Linked DNA regions of Sus scrofa: region 2 is linked to region 1. The links are chromatin contacts, called in public Hi-C maps. All regions are on one chromosome and are shown on one strand. Each heading gives the region's core, a stretch centred on a gene start, on an enhancer-like site or on the middle of the called end of the contact. The rest is flanking DNA. Distances are from core to core; before and after follow the strand shown.

Evidence for each region. Hi-C and Micro-C count contacts between places; a contact is called where the count stands out from the background.
Region 2: a contact with region 1 is called in a Hi-C map of skeletal muscle, with 11 times the contacts expected there. The contact joins two enhancer-like sites. A contact is called at or near these places in 4 of 47 Hi-C or Micro-C datasets (embryonic fibroblasts, heart right ventricle, skeletal muscle and 1 more) and 1 of 2 datasets of contacts at active chromatin or transcription factors (skeletal muscle).

Annotation. Positions count from the first base shown.
Region 1 is chr15:93,599,281-93,606,070 of Sscrofa11.1, reverse strand. No RefSeq gene overlaps it. Among named protein-coding and RNA genes, the nearest start is that of COL3A1, 46 kb to the right of the region's middle. Within about 2 kb of position 2,725, at least 13 of the 83 cell types and tissues checked have an H3K27ac peak or open chromatin away from gene starts, as enhancers often do. A contact at or near this core is called in skeletal muscle, where this site is marked.
Region 2 is chr15:93,888,787-93,894,988 of Sscrofa11.1, reverse strand. It overlaps a transcript of COL5A2 not described here. Among named protein-coding and RNA genes, the nearest start is that of WDR75, 89 kb to the left of the region's middle. Within about 2 kb of position 1,733, at least 18 of the 83 cell types and tissues checked have an H3K27ac peak or open chromatin away from gene starts, as enhancers often do. A contact at or near this core is called in skeletal muscle, where this site is marked.

The DNA of each region.
Region 1 (6,790 bases), core at 1,476-3,975:
CCGTGAACTTTGGAAAAGATTGACTGAAGCCTCCTTTGATGCAAGAATGCAGTTCTTATTCTCATTTTTACACTAAACTCAAGAAGATCAAGAGAAGGAAATATGAAGAAAGATGAAAATTCTGGTTGAAAATAAATCTGAGCAAAGATACCAATGAGAATGTTATATATAATAAGAAACCCTAAAGATAAAATTTTACTAATTGAGCATGATCCTATATAACTTGTACTTTTAATTCTCTGCTGGATTTTATTTTGATACCACCAATACACATAAATGGTACTTAATTCACATTGATTCCTTACCATGAGACTATCATCCAAGTTAAACCAAAAACATGAAGATTACATTCATTTTTATCTAGGAACTTAAATTTCACATTTTAAGGAGGGCATACCAAAAACCTATGCATATAAACAACGACGGTTAATTCCATTAATATTAGAAGAGTTTGGGCTATGCCCACATGAGGTAAAAAAAACGTGGATCAAAGTGTAAATAAATAGAGGAAGGTAGATCTGCATTGTGAACAATTTTCCCACCAGCTGGAACTGTTATGAGATTGATCTTATAATGAAAGGCAGCTGGGGATAAAGAACGACCACATCTGTTAGTCACTTTAATGAGAAAAATGCAACAGAAATTGAGGACAGCTGTAGTCAAAATGTAAGCCCTAAAGATTCAGATAGGAAGCTGCTGTCCAAGTCCCTCCCTGAAACATCAGACACGTTTCTTTGCAGAATTAATGCTGTTTTCTGTGGATTCTTGCAGGCAGTGGCAGTCTTTGCGCCTTCAAATCTGTGCTCCTGCTGCCTCCATGGGGGACAGTTTCCAGGTGGTTTAAATTCAAGGTGAAATTTGAAAATCAGATCCAAATTGTTTTTATCAAAATCACAAATGATAACCCTCATTCTGTTTAGTTTCCTCTATGCCCTCATAACTCTTGAGTTAATCCCAACCTTAGCCCTCAAAATTAAAGCCTCCTTTTCCTAAACCATTGAAAACTCCAGGATGCCAACCAGACTCTGTGATGCTTTCTTCCTTCTCATCACAGTCACATCATGCTGTCCTTTTGCCCTTTTCTTTGGAAGTTCTGCTCCCTAATAATTTCATTCTGGAGCCAGATGATTTCATCGACCATCTGTATAAGGATACTTTCCAAATCTACTTAGCCGCCCCTGACCTGGTATTCTCCAATCAGTCACACATTTTATCATGTTGAACCACCCTTCCAAATGAATCACTGTCATGGTGAACTGCCACGTAGAAAGCTCTGCGGAAGACTGAAGTTGCGCAACTTTCCACTGAGTTCTTCTGTGTTAAATAGAAACATCTCCTGCATGACTTCTGATGTCCTCCTTTTGCTGTCCCCATTTTCCCCTCTTAACCTAATTTCCTCAGTAAGTATGTCTACACCCTGTGACTCTTCCCTCGGTCTAGTCTTTGAAAAAAAAAAAAAAAAAAAAAGTTCTCTGTGTCCTTGCCAAGTCTCTTTAGTCTCATCCTTTTCTTCCCTAAAATGAAGACTCATCCTTCTTTATCCTGCAACAGGTTCATTATAGAAGAATGTATTCATTCTTTATTGCCTATAAACCTGATTCTGTTTCACTATACTTCCCTTGAACTTGTGCTCCCCTTGAGCAACAGCCTGCCAATATTTAATATCATTCTTTTGATGGATCTCCATGAAATGTAGATTAGAAAAAAAAAAGACAAAAATCTGTCACCTTGCTATTCTAAGCTCTTTGGTGCAGACTCTAACACCACTACATGAAACCCATGCTTCAGCTGAAACTGGGCTAATATAAATTGCCAAATATACTTCACATAACCTTTCCTGAATGCCTCCAAAGAGGCATGATGGTTCCATTCTTGTGCCTCTCTAAGTGACTTATATCATTCTTTCTTTCTTTGTTTTGGCGACATCCATGGCATGCAGAAGTTCCCGGGACAGGGATGGAACTTGAGCCACAAATCCCCACCTGCTAGGCCACCAGGGAACTCCTTTCTAACTTTCTAATACAACTTATTACTTTGAGTCCTGTGACATGTTGGTTTCTAAATTTTGTGGAATCTCGTTCTATTGCTCAAATCTTTTTGAGCATGTAGTTCTGAGCTTTGCATTAATAATTGCTCAATAATGTCGTTGAGTTGATATAAATAGATTTAGGTAGCCCGGATTTGTCACCATCCCATGACCGTGGAATAATCATTCCTGTTTCTAATTCTCCTTTTTTTTTTTTTTTTTGGTTTCTTACTCTAAAGTAGCTTTCATTTGCTCCAGTTTACCAAAATCATACTCCTTTACTGTACAACTCAAGTTTAATTTTCTTAAAGAAGAATGTTATGACAGTATAATCATCACTGGCCAATTCATTTTCTACTCTACTACCTAGATCTTGCACGGTTGACAGAGCACAATTTAGCACTTAATTGTTCATCTTGAAGGCTTTTGTACCATTTCATATGGGTTCAAATGATCTATTCTAGACAACACATTCCTAACAGAGAGGAATCATGTGTTATATTTCCCTAGAGTGTTTGGCGGAGTGTGAGAGTGGAATCGGAGCTTGTAGTAGATAATGTGTTGTTCCAGCCATGTTATCTCTTCAGAGCCAGAGTGTTGACCTATCAGCTCCTATTACGGAGGGCTCACGGCCATGTCCCTCACTGAAGATTCCTTCAGTTGCCAAGACTGCCTTACAGAAGTTTCCCCTACTCTCCATTCCTTCCAGGTTCTGGCCCAGAGTCAGCGAGTATCTGAGTGAAGGATACACAGACCCATCCTTCTTACTGTGAATTACAACAATTCAGAAAGGCCATCTTGGCGCCAGAGCTTCTTGGAGGATTGCCAGAAGCCTCCGTGTCAACTGCATGTGGGTCATCTTCTCTTTCTGTCCAAGCTTGGCTTTCAGTATCTCCTGAGCTGATGCCCAATAAATCTTCCATACATAAGTCGCCATCGTAGAGTATGTTTCCAGGGAACCTAATCTAAGACAGAAGTTAAATATTTTAATTTTTTTCTCCCTTTTATTTAATTGTGAAATGTCTCATTTTCAAAATTCCAACAAACATATAGTTGCTTTCCCATTAACACTAAACTGGCATGAAATACAGTAATTCCCATTTATAACTTTTATGGACTACATAGGGTGGCCTTCTGTTAATAAATGTCATGACAAATGTGGTTAAAAAGATGTCAAGTCATTCTATGTATTTTAGTGAAAACACTCAGGAGTCTAAAGGGAAATACTTTTTGAACAAGATTTAAAGAGGTGAAAAGAAGAAGGGGAAGCAAAAATTATCAGACAAGAATTTGTTTAAAAAAATACTGGCTATGGATCTTAATCTTTTTTCCTTTATGGCATTGAGTCAAAAGTGATTCTTCGACAATTTCTGACAACTTTGGGTGTGGTAAAGTGGGAAACATACAATTTGGTGAGAGGTTTCATGTATGCTCTGTCACATGAAATATTTTCACCAATGTTGTATCAAGCTCACTTAGTGAGTTATGACTCAATGGAGAGTTATGTCTGAAAGGAAAATATTTTTCACAGTTTATGACTCACTTTTAAAAATAAAGACATTCCTCTAAGACAGAACTCAGACAAGTATAATTTTAGTATAAACTAGATAACAGTACAGTCACTTTGGTGTTATTTCTAACCTTGGTGCCATTCCTTTAATTTTTTTCTCTATATTTTTCCTAATTATTATCAAAATAAAAAATTCATGGATAAAAATGGTATTGTGTTAAATGAAATAAGCACTATACAGAATTGTACATGTGTTTTGTCAGAATTATGTCATATTCAAAGAAGACTTTAAAGAAGGGTTCACTGATGTGAGAAATAATTTTTGTCTTACTTATCTCCATTTTACAAAAATGTTATAATGACTGCAAAAATTTTACCCCCAAGACATAAAATAAATTTTACGAGTGAAATAATTTTTGCTTAGATACCAGTTTGAAGGTAAAGAGAGTTCTATTCCATTCTCCATCAAGAAAGAGATAAGGTGAGAACTGTGAATTAGAAGATTTAATTACATCAGTATTTGACATCTATATGTATAGGAAAATTAATATAAACTCACATGATCTTACTTTTTATTTTTTATTTTATTTTATTTTTTGCTGCACGTGCAGCATGCAAAAATCCCCAAGCCAGGTCAAACATTGCTACAGCAGTGACCCAAGCCACAGCAGTGACAGCACCAGATCGTTAACCCACTTAGCCACCAGGTAAATCCTTGAGCTCACTTTTTAAAATATGTAATTAGTGGCCTTGGAATACATCAATCTTAAGCTTCCTTATCCTCTAGATATGCTATAATTCTCAAATTTAAACCACATTTTTATTCACATAATGTCTAGGTCACTACAATTTCCTGATTTCCCATCATTTCTACTTCATCTCCTTATCTGCTTCTTTTTCACTTCTCCAACCTGTAAAATATTCAACTATCCCAGAGTTCAGTTCTTATGCAATTTCTCCTTTCTTTCAAAACTCAATCTTTTGATGATTGATCTATTTCCATGGATATAAAGTCTACACATATGCTAAAATTCCTAAATTTATTTCCCTAAATTGGACCTCTCTTCTGACCTCCAGATTTCTAACTTCCAACTCAGCAAGTCTACTTAGATGATTGATTCTTAGATGATAGATTCATTCTAAATTTAACGTGCCCAGTCTTGTTAAATCTTTTAGCACTTCAAAATCTTTTACCTTGACAGTCTCCTCCATCTCAGCTACTTGTGACTGTTCTTCCAGTTAATCAGGCCAAAACATTTGGATTCATGTTTGGCACCTCATTCTTTTAGACCGTATCTCCAATTTGTTAGCACTTTCCACTGCCTCTCTATTCAAAGTATATCCATAACCTGATTACTTTTCATCACTTCCACTATTACCATCCAGGTGGAGGCTACCTTCACCAAAGTATTGCAGTGGACTCTGAACTGTTTTAATAGATTCTGTTCCAATATGCTATTATCTCAAAAGAGCAGTCACAGCAACATTCTAAGACCATTAAGCAAGATCGTGTCATCCATTTGCTCAATGGTTCCTCATCTCACTGAGAACAAAGGCAAAAATCCTCATGGCAACGAAATAAAAGTAGGGTGATCATATAATATCATCAAATCAGGATACTTATGAGAGTTCTAAAATTTTAAATGTTTTGAGACATTAAATAAACATGCATAAACTGGGGTTTTCCTCGGAAAACCTGGACCTATGGTTTCCTCCCTATATGATACCATACAGTCTGTCTCTCATTCTTTCTGTAGTCTTTTCTTGTACTACACTTCCATGTGCTAACTCTGCTCCAAATATGCTACCTTTGCTGTTTCTTTGAGTACACCAAGAATATCCCTCAGCTTGGAATGATCCTCAAGACTACCATATTGCTTAATTCATGAAAAATATTTGAAAACTTTAGTGGGAATTTTAATTAGAACATAGAATATATGAGTCTTTAGTTTCATGAAATGCAGATGTAGATTTATAAGTTATCTTCAGTGAAAGTGATGACTAAAATTGTGGAATTAGATAAGATTGTTAAGGGAGAAAAATTAGATTTTTAAAGTGACTAATTTACTCTAATGACTTGGATAGAGGAAGATGAAGGAGATAGAAAAGGGATGGCCAGGTATTAGTGAGGAAATTCACTTCAGCTAAGCTATCTTCTCAATGATTGGTACACATGAGATGTTCAATAAACATTTTATGATCAAGTTGGTTAACATGAAGATAATAGCACCTCACAGGATTAAAGTGAATGAGATCAATGTTTAAAGTGACCAGATCAATGTTTGTCCTATGGTAACTGCCCATTAGTTATGTTGTTATTGCAGGGGACAACATCCAGAGCACTGACCTTCTTCATTCGAGATGCTAGCACTATGAACTCATTGTTTGGCAATTGGGTGAAAGTCCTATGGCCTGTGCAGTTGTTCAACTAAGCTCTCCTTTCACCTGCACTGGATTTTTATCATTAAAAAAATTTTTTTTGCTTATAAAATATTCAATGGGCAGTTACTGCAGTAGCTCAAGGGTAATGAGCCTGACTAACATCCATAATTATGTGGGTTCAATCACTGGCCTTGCTCAGTGGGTTTAGTATCTGACATTGCCATGTGCAGTGTTGTATGTTGCAGATGCACCTCAGATCCTGGGTTGCTGTGACTGTGGTGTAGACTGGCAGCTGCAGCTCCAATTTGATGTCTACCCCGGGAACTTTCATGTGCCTCAGATTCGGCCCTTAAAAAAAAATTAAATGAAGCAGCCACAGGCAACCCATTTAAAAGAGTCCATCTAGTAGGCCACTATCAATTAGCCATCATTAAAGATATTTCTGGAATTCCCGTTGTGGCTCAGCACGTTAAGAACCTGACTAGTATCCATGATCCCTGGCCTTGCTCAGTGGGTTAACAATATGCCATTGCCTTGAGCTGTGGTGTAGGTTTCAGTTGTAACCCAGATCCTATGTTGCTATGGCTACAGCTTAGGCCAGCAGCTACAGCTCTGATTCTACCCCTAGCCTGGGAATTTCCATATCACTCAAGTGCAGCCCTAAAAACAAGAAAAAAAAATTCTGTTAAGATTTAAAAAAAACAAAAAAAACAAAAAAAAAACATGCCACCCTGCTGTCTCTTCCGGTTCTTCTTACTTTAGTTTATGATAGTCTAGAGAGTCCCTTTAGCATGGACTCCTGTCATTTCCACTGAAACTAAGAGGTTTTTCTCAGTTGGATTTTGTCTACTTCTATTTTTGACTACAGACAC
Region 2 (6,202 bases), core at 484-2,983, 290 kb before region 1:
TTTTATTTTGGTCTTTTTGCCTTTTCTAGGGCTGCTCCCACGGCATATGGGAGTTCCCAGGCTAGGGGTCCAATCAGAGCTGTAGCTGCTGCTTACACCAGAGCCACAGCAACGTGGGATCCGAACCGTGTCTGCAACCTACACCACAGCTCACGGCAACGCCAGATCCTTAACTCACTGAGCAAGGCCATGGATCGAACCTGCAACCTCATGGTTCCTAGTCCGATTCGTTAACCACTGAGCCATGATGGGAACTCCAATTGAAGGTATTTAAAGTGTACATTGCGGTGATTTGATACACATATATATTGTGAAAGGATTCCCCCATCCGTATAGCTAATTAACACACGTGTCACCTCACGTTCATCTTTTTTGGTGAGAACATTTAAGTTCTACTCTCTTAGCAAATTTTAATTATACAATAAAGTTTTATCAATCTTATAGCTGAAAGTTTGTGCCATCTTACCAATCTAATTGTTACACATTAGATTCACCATGTAGCTGAAAGTTTGTACCCTTTTACCAACGTCTCCCTATTTCCCCCATCCACCAGCCCCTGATGACCACTTTTCTGTTCTATGTTTCTATGAGTTTAATCCTTTATTTTTAAAGATTCCACATACAAGCATACCATGGAGTATTTGTCTTTTTCTGTCTGGCTTATATCTCTTAGCATAATGCCTGTAAGATCCTTCCATGTTTTAGCAAATGGCAGGATTCCTGTCTTTCTCATGGCTGAATAATATTCCACTCTGTGTGTGTGTATATCTGGTTATCTATCTATCTATGTATCTATGTATCTATCTATCTATCCCACATGTTCTTATCCACTCATCCATTGAGTTGTTTACATATTTTGGTTATTGTGAATAATGCTGCAATGAAGATGGGAGGGCAGATATACTGTTGGTATCCTTTGTTCATTTCCTTTAGAAATTTCTACTTTTAGGCTTACTCTTCCAATTTTTAAATGTTGTCAACTAACTGAAAAAAGTCTAAAATGCTATGTAAGTCAAACTGAACATGTGTTTGGGCTGGACCCAGTTTGCCACATCTGTGTAGAGTCTGATCCACAACAGAATCAAGGGAGGGATGAGTGTGGATCTGGGAGAAGAACTGCCTTTTCAAAGGAAGCATGTGTGTGGGAAATGCCAAGAGTAAAGGAGAGATGAAGGACTGAACTAGGGAGTGGAGCAGCGATGAGTCACTTAAGGAGTCAAGAGAGATCAGGTCGCCCTCCATTAACATGCCTATTAAATGAAGGAATAACACTTATTGGGATAATGCTAAAACATTTTATAATATTATGCCTTCTTTCATGTTCATATCATCATATTGTCAGGAAACAAACCAATAAGACCATGTATGGATTTTGGATGCTATTTAGAACTAGGTGGTTTATTGTTTGGTACTTTGGGGAGAAAAGAAGAGAAAGTGGAGGAGCCAGCTAAGAGTAGAGAATAGGCCTTGGAGGTGAAGACTGCTAATCTGTAAATGAGCGAAGTACAGTTAAATTAAAAGAGTATGTAGAGAAAAGAGCTCAGGAGTATTGTTCAATACTTAGAATGGAAAGCGAGAACTGGGGTTAGACAAAAGTGGAGAATAGCCAGGAATCAAGTCCTGGTGGGCTGGGAGGTGACTTGGCAGTTTTGGTCAAAGTGGAAGCCAAGGTGAGATACTGAACTGGGTGGCCAAGATCAGAGCCAGAACTATTGAATACGGAGCCAGGGATCTGGAGGCAGTTTGGAAGGATATGCAGGGGGGGCTATGCCAAGAATATATACCCTCTGGTTTGGAGTTTTCAAATGGGAAAATTGCTGAGTTCACAATAGATATTATGTAACATAGTGATTCTTCTTAGGCCAGTCTTTATGTTAACATCGAATTAAGAGTTAAACAAATTTAAAATCTGGAATTTGGTTTAAAAAGATGAAAACATCCAAACATATCATCTTTCCAACAAATGTTTTTTAAACAGATATTTTAGCCAAGTTGCCTAAGAACAACAGTTGACGAGAACTGCACGTCTTCAAACACTGTCTACTGCAGAATGGAAACAGGAACCTCTGGGAATATCTATGAGTCATAAAATGTTGTAGGAACTTTCCAAAGATGCTTTTTTTTGTTAGGATGGAGAGTTCTAATCTCACATTGGCAGGCTTTCTTGGCGACAAGGTACATTGTTTACTTTGATTCCTTCTCAGCTGTCCTGCATGACCTTGGTTCATCAAGTTTTTGATATATTGGAGCAGAAGAGTTGCATAATATGATGAGATTGTAACCCCTTCTGCTCTTCTAGTCTCTTAAAATAGATAAAAATCATGATTCTAATCTAAGCTTTCTCTGTATGTTCAATTTTTTGAAGAAAGTATTTAGATTACTCCCATAATTTTGAAAGCTTATAGTACTGATAATTGGAGACATATGGTTTATTTAATTAAAAGAGGGATGTCAAAAAACATTTCATAATGCTGCCAGAAAGGATTATTTCTGTGTGTGCATGTTTGCATGAGGGGGTTATTTAGTATAGTTTAAATACTGATATTTCAGTTTGGCAAAATACAGACACAAATGCATATATCATAAACATAGTTATCAATGTGAAGCACTGACCAGAAAGTAGGCCAGAAAAAAAGAGTACCTAAGCCTTAATCCATAAATTAATCCTGAATCCAGATTCTTTGATATTTAATGGAATGTGAATAATTTCTAAATTGATTTATTGTTTAGACTTTTTTCCTATCTTTATTTAATTCTTAAAATAGAGGTGTACTTTACTTAACATGTGAAAATCTTAAGTGTACAGTTCAGAAGTTTTTCAACTTTGTGTAATCATCACCCAAATCAACATACAGAACATTTCCATCACCCAGAAAGCTTCCCTGTGCTCCTTCCTAGTCTTTTTCCTACCTCTTCCAAATACCAGATAGTGTAGATTAGCTTTGCATGTTCTTGTACTTCAAATAAATTGAATTATATAGTGTGTACTCTCTTGGCTTTGGTGTCTTTGACCCAACTTGTTTTGAAGATTCATACACATTGTTGTGTATATCAATTGTTCATTCCTTTTAGTTGCTAAGCAGCATCCATCATGTAAGTGTACCACTGTTTTTTTTTTTTATATTATTTCTCAAATACGTTATTTTTTTCTACTATACAGCATGGTGGCCCAGTTATACATACATGTATACATTCTTTTTTCTCACATTATCATGCTCCATCATAAGTGACTAGATATAGTTCCCAGTGCTATACAGCAGGATCTCATTGCTAATCCATTCCAAAGGCAATAGTTTGCATCTATTAACCCCAAGCTCCCAAACCATCCCACTCCCTCCTCCTCCCCCTTGGCAACCACAGTCTATTCTCCAAGTCCATGAATAGACATTTCTCCAAGGAAGATATACAGATGGCCAACAGGCACATGAAAAAATGCTCAACATCACCACTGTTTGTTTTATTCTCTTCATGATAGGTTTGCATTGTTTCAGATTTTGGCTATTATAAATAAGGGTGGTAAAACATTCATGTGATTGTCATTTTGTGGATATGTTTTTATTTTTATTTTTATTTTTGTCTTTTTTTTTTTTTTTGTCTTTTGAGGCCCTCACCTGTGGCATACGGAGGTTCTCAGCCTAGGGGTCTAATCAGAGCTGTTGCCACCAGCCTACGCCAGAGCCACAGCAACGCCAGATCCGAGTCATGTCTGTGACGTACACCACAGCTCACGGCAACACTGGATCCTTAACCCACTGAGTGAGGCCAGAGATTGAACCTGCAACCTCATGGTTCCTAGTCAGATTCGTTTACACTGCGCCATCATGGGAACTCCTGTATATGTGTTTACATCTTGGGTAATATCTAGATGTGGGGGTCACTGCATCATAGGACTTTGGCAAGTTGTTTGGCAATTTCTTATAATGTGGCTGTATGATGTTACAATCTTATCAGCAGTGCATGGAGTTTCAAATGTCCTACATCTTTGTCATCTTTTGGTATTATTAGTCTTTTTGATTTTAACTACTTGAGTGGGATTAAAACATCACATTGTGACTTTTATTTGAGTTTCTCTGATTACTAATGATATGAAGAACTTTTTGTGTGTTTTATTGACCATTTATATATCTTCCTTTATGAGGTGTACCTTCAGTTCCTTTACTCATTTTTTTCTCTCTCTCTCTTATATATATGTAATATAATGTAAAGTCCATTATATTACATATATATATATTCATTATATAATGTAATGGCATTTACATGTCTATATGAATATATATATTAATATTTATACATACATACTTTTTTGGTCAAAAATTCTCTTTATATTATGTAAGTCCTTTATCAGATAAATGTTTTCTGAACATTTTCTCCTAGTTTGTGTCTTGTCTATTCATTTCTTTTTATTTATTGAGAAATTATTCACATAGCAGAAAATTCATCTTTTTAAATTAAATTATACTAAATTATATATATATATATAATATAATTTAGTATATAATTATATATATATATAATTTAGTATATAATTATACTAAAATTATACTTTTTAGTATAGTCACAAGGTTCTGCAACCATCAGCAATATATTATTCTAGAGCATTTTGGTAACCTCCTTATCATTAGCATTCATTCCGCATTTTCCCTCTATTCCTCCAGACCCTGGCAACTGCTAATACACTTTCTGTCTCTGTGGATTTGCCTATTCTAAACAGACAATATAAATGGAATCATACAATCTGGCCTTTTGTGTGTGCCTTCTTATCAGTTTTTTTTTTTTTTTTTTTACTTTTTGGGTGTTATAAATAATACTTCTATGAGCATTTATGTATAAGTTTTTATCTAAACTTATGTCTTCAGTTCTCTTGAGTGTATTCCTACTATGGACTGAATGTTTGTGTTCTCCCAACATTCATATGTTGGAATCCTAATCCTCAGTATAATGGCATTTAGAGATGGGGCCTTTGGAAGGTGATTGGTTCATGAGGGTGGAACCCTTCTTATAAGGGATTAATGTCTTTGTAAGAAGAGACATGAGAGAGCATGCTTCCTGTCTCTGCTCCTGGCCAGGAAAGGATACAGAAAAAAGGTGGCTATCTCCAAGGCAGGAAGTGAATCCTCATCAGACCCTGGATCTGCTGGTGCCTTGATCTTGGATTTCTCAGCCTGAAGAACTGTAAGAAATAATGTTTGTTCATGAAAAAATGCTCAACATCACTGATTGTTTATAAGAGAAATGCAAATCAAAACTACCATGAGATACCACCTCACACCAGTCAGAATGGCCATCATTAATAAATCCACAAATAACAAGTGCTGTGGAGAAAAGAGAACCCTCCTGCACTGTTGGTGGGAATGTAAACTGGTACAGCCACTATGGAGAACAGTTTGGAGATACCTTAGAAATCTATACATAGAACTTCCATATGACTCCGCAATCCCACTCTTGGGCATATATCCAGACAAAACTTTCCTTAAAAAAGACACATGCACCCACATGTTAATTACAGCTCTATTCATAATAGCCAGGACATGGAAACAACCCAAATGTCCATCGACAGATGATTGGATTCAGAAGAGGTGGTATATATCCACAATGGAATACTACTCAGCCATAAAAAAGAATGACATAATGCCATTTGCAGCAACATGGATGGAACTAGAGAATCTCATACTGAGTGAAATGAGCCAGAAAGACAAAGACAAATACCATGTGATATCACTTCTAACTGGAATCTAATATCCAGCACAAATGAACATCTCCTCAGAAAAGAAAATCATGGACTTGGAGAAGAGACTTGTGGCTGCCTGATGGGAGGGGGAGGGAGTGGGAGGGATCGGGAGTTTAGGCTTATCAGACACAACTTAGAATGGATTTACAATGAGATCCTGCTGAGTAGCATTGAGAACTTTGTCTAGATACTCATGTTGCAACAGAACAAAGGGTGGGGGAAAAAAATGTAATTGTAATGTATACATGTAAGGATAACTTGAGCCCCTTGCTGTACAGTGGGGAAAAAAAATTAATAATGTTTGTTGTTTAAGCCAACCAGTCTGTGATATTTTTGTTATAGCAGCCTGAACTGACTAAGGTAATTACTTAGAATGAAATTACTGGGTAATTTTATATGGTAACTCTATGTTTAACTTTTTGAGGAAATGTCAAACTGTTTTCCTCACCAGTGCACTATTTTACATTCCTACTA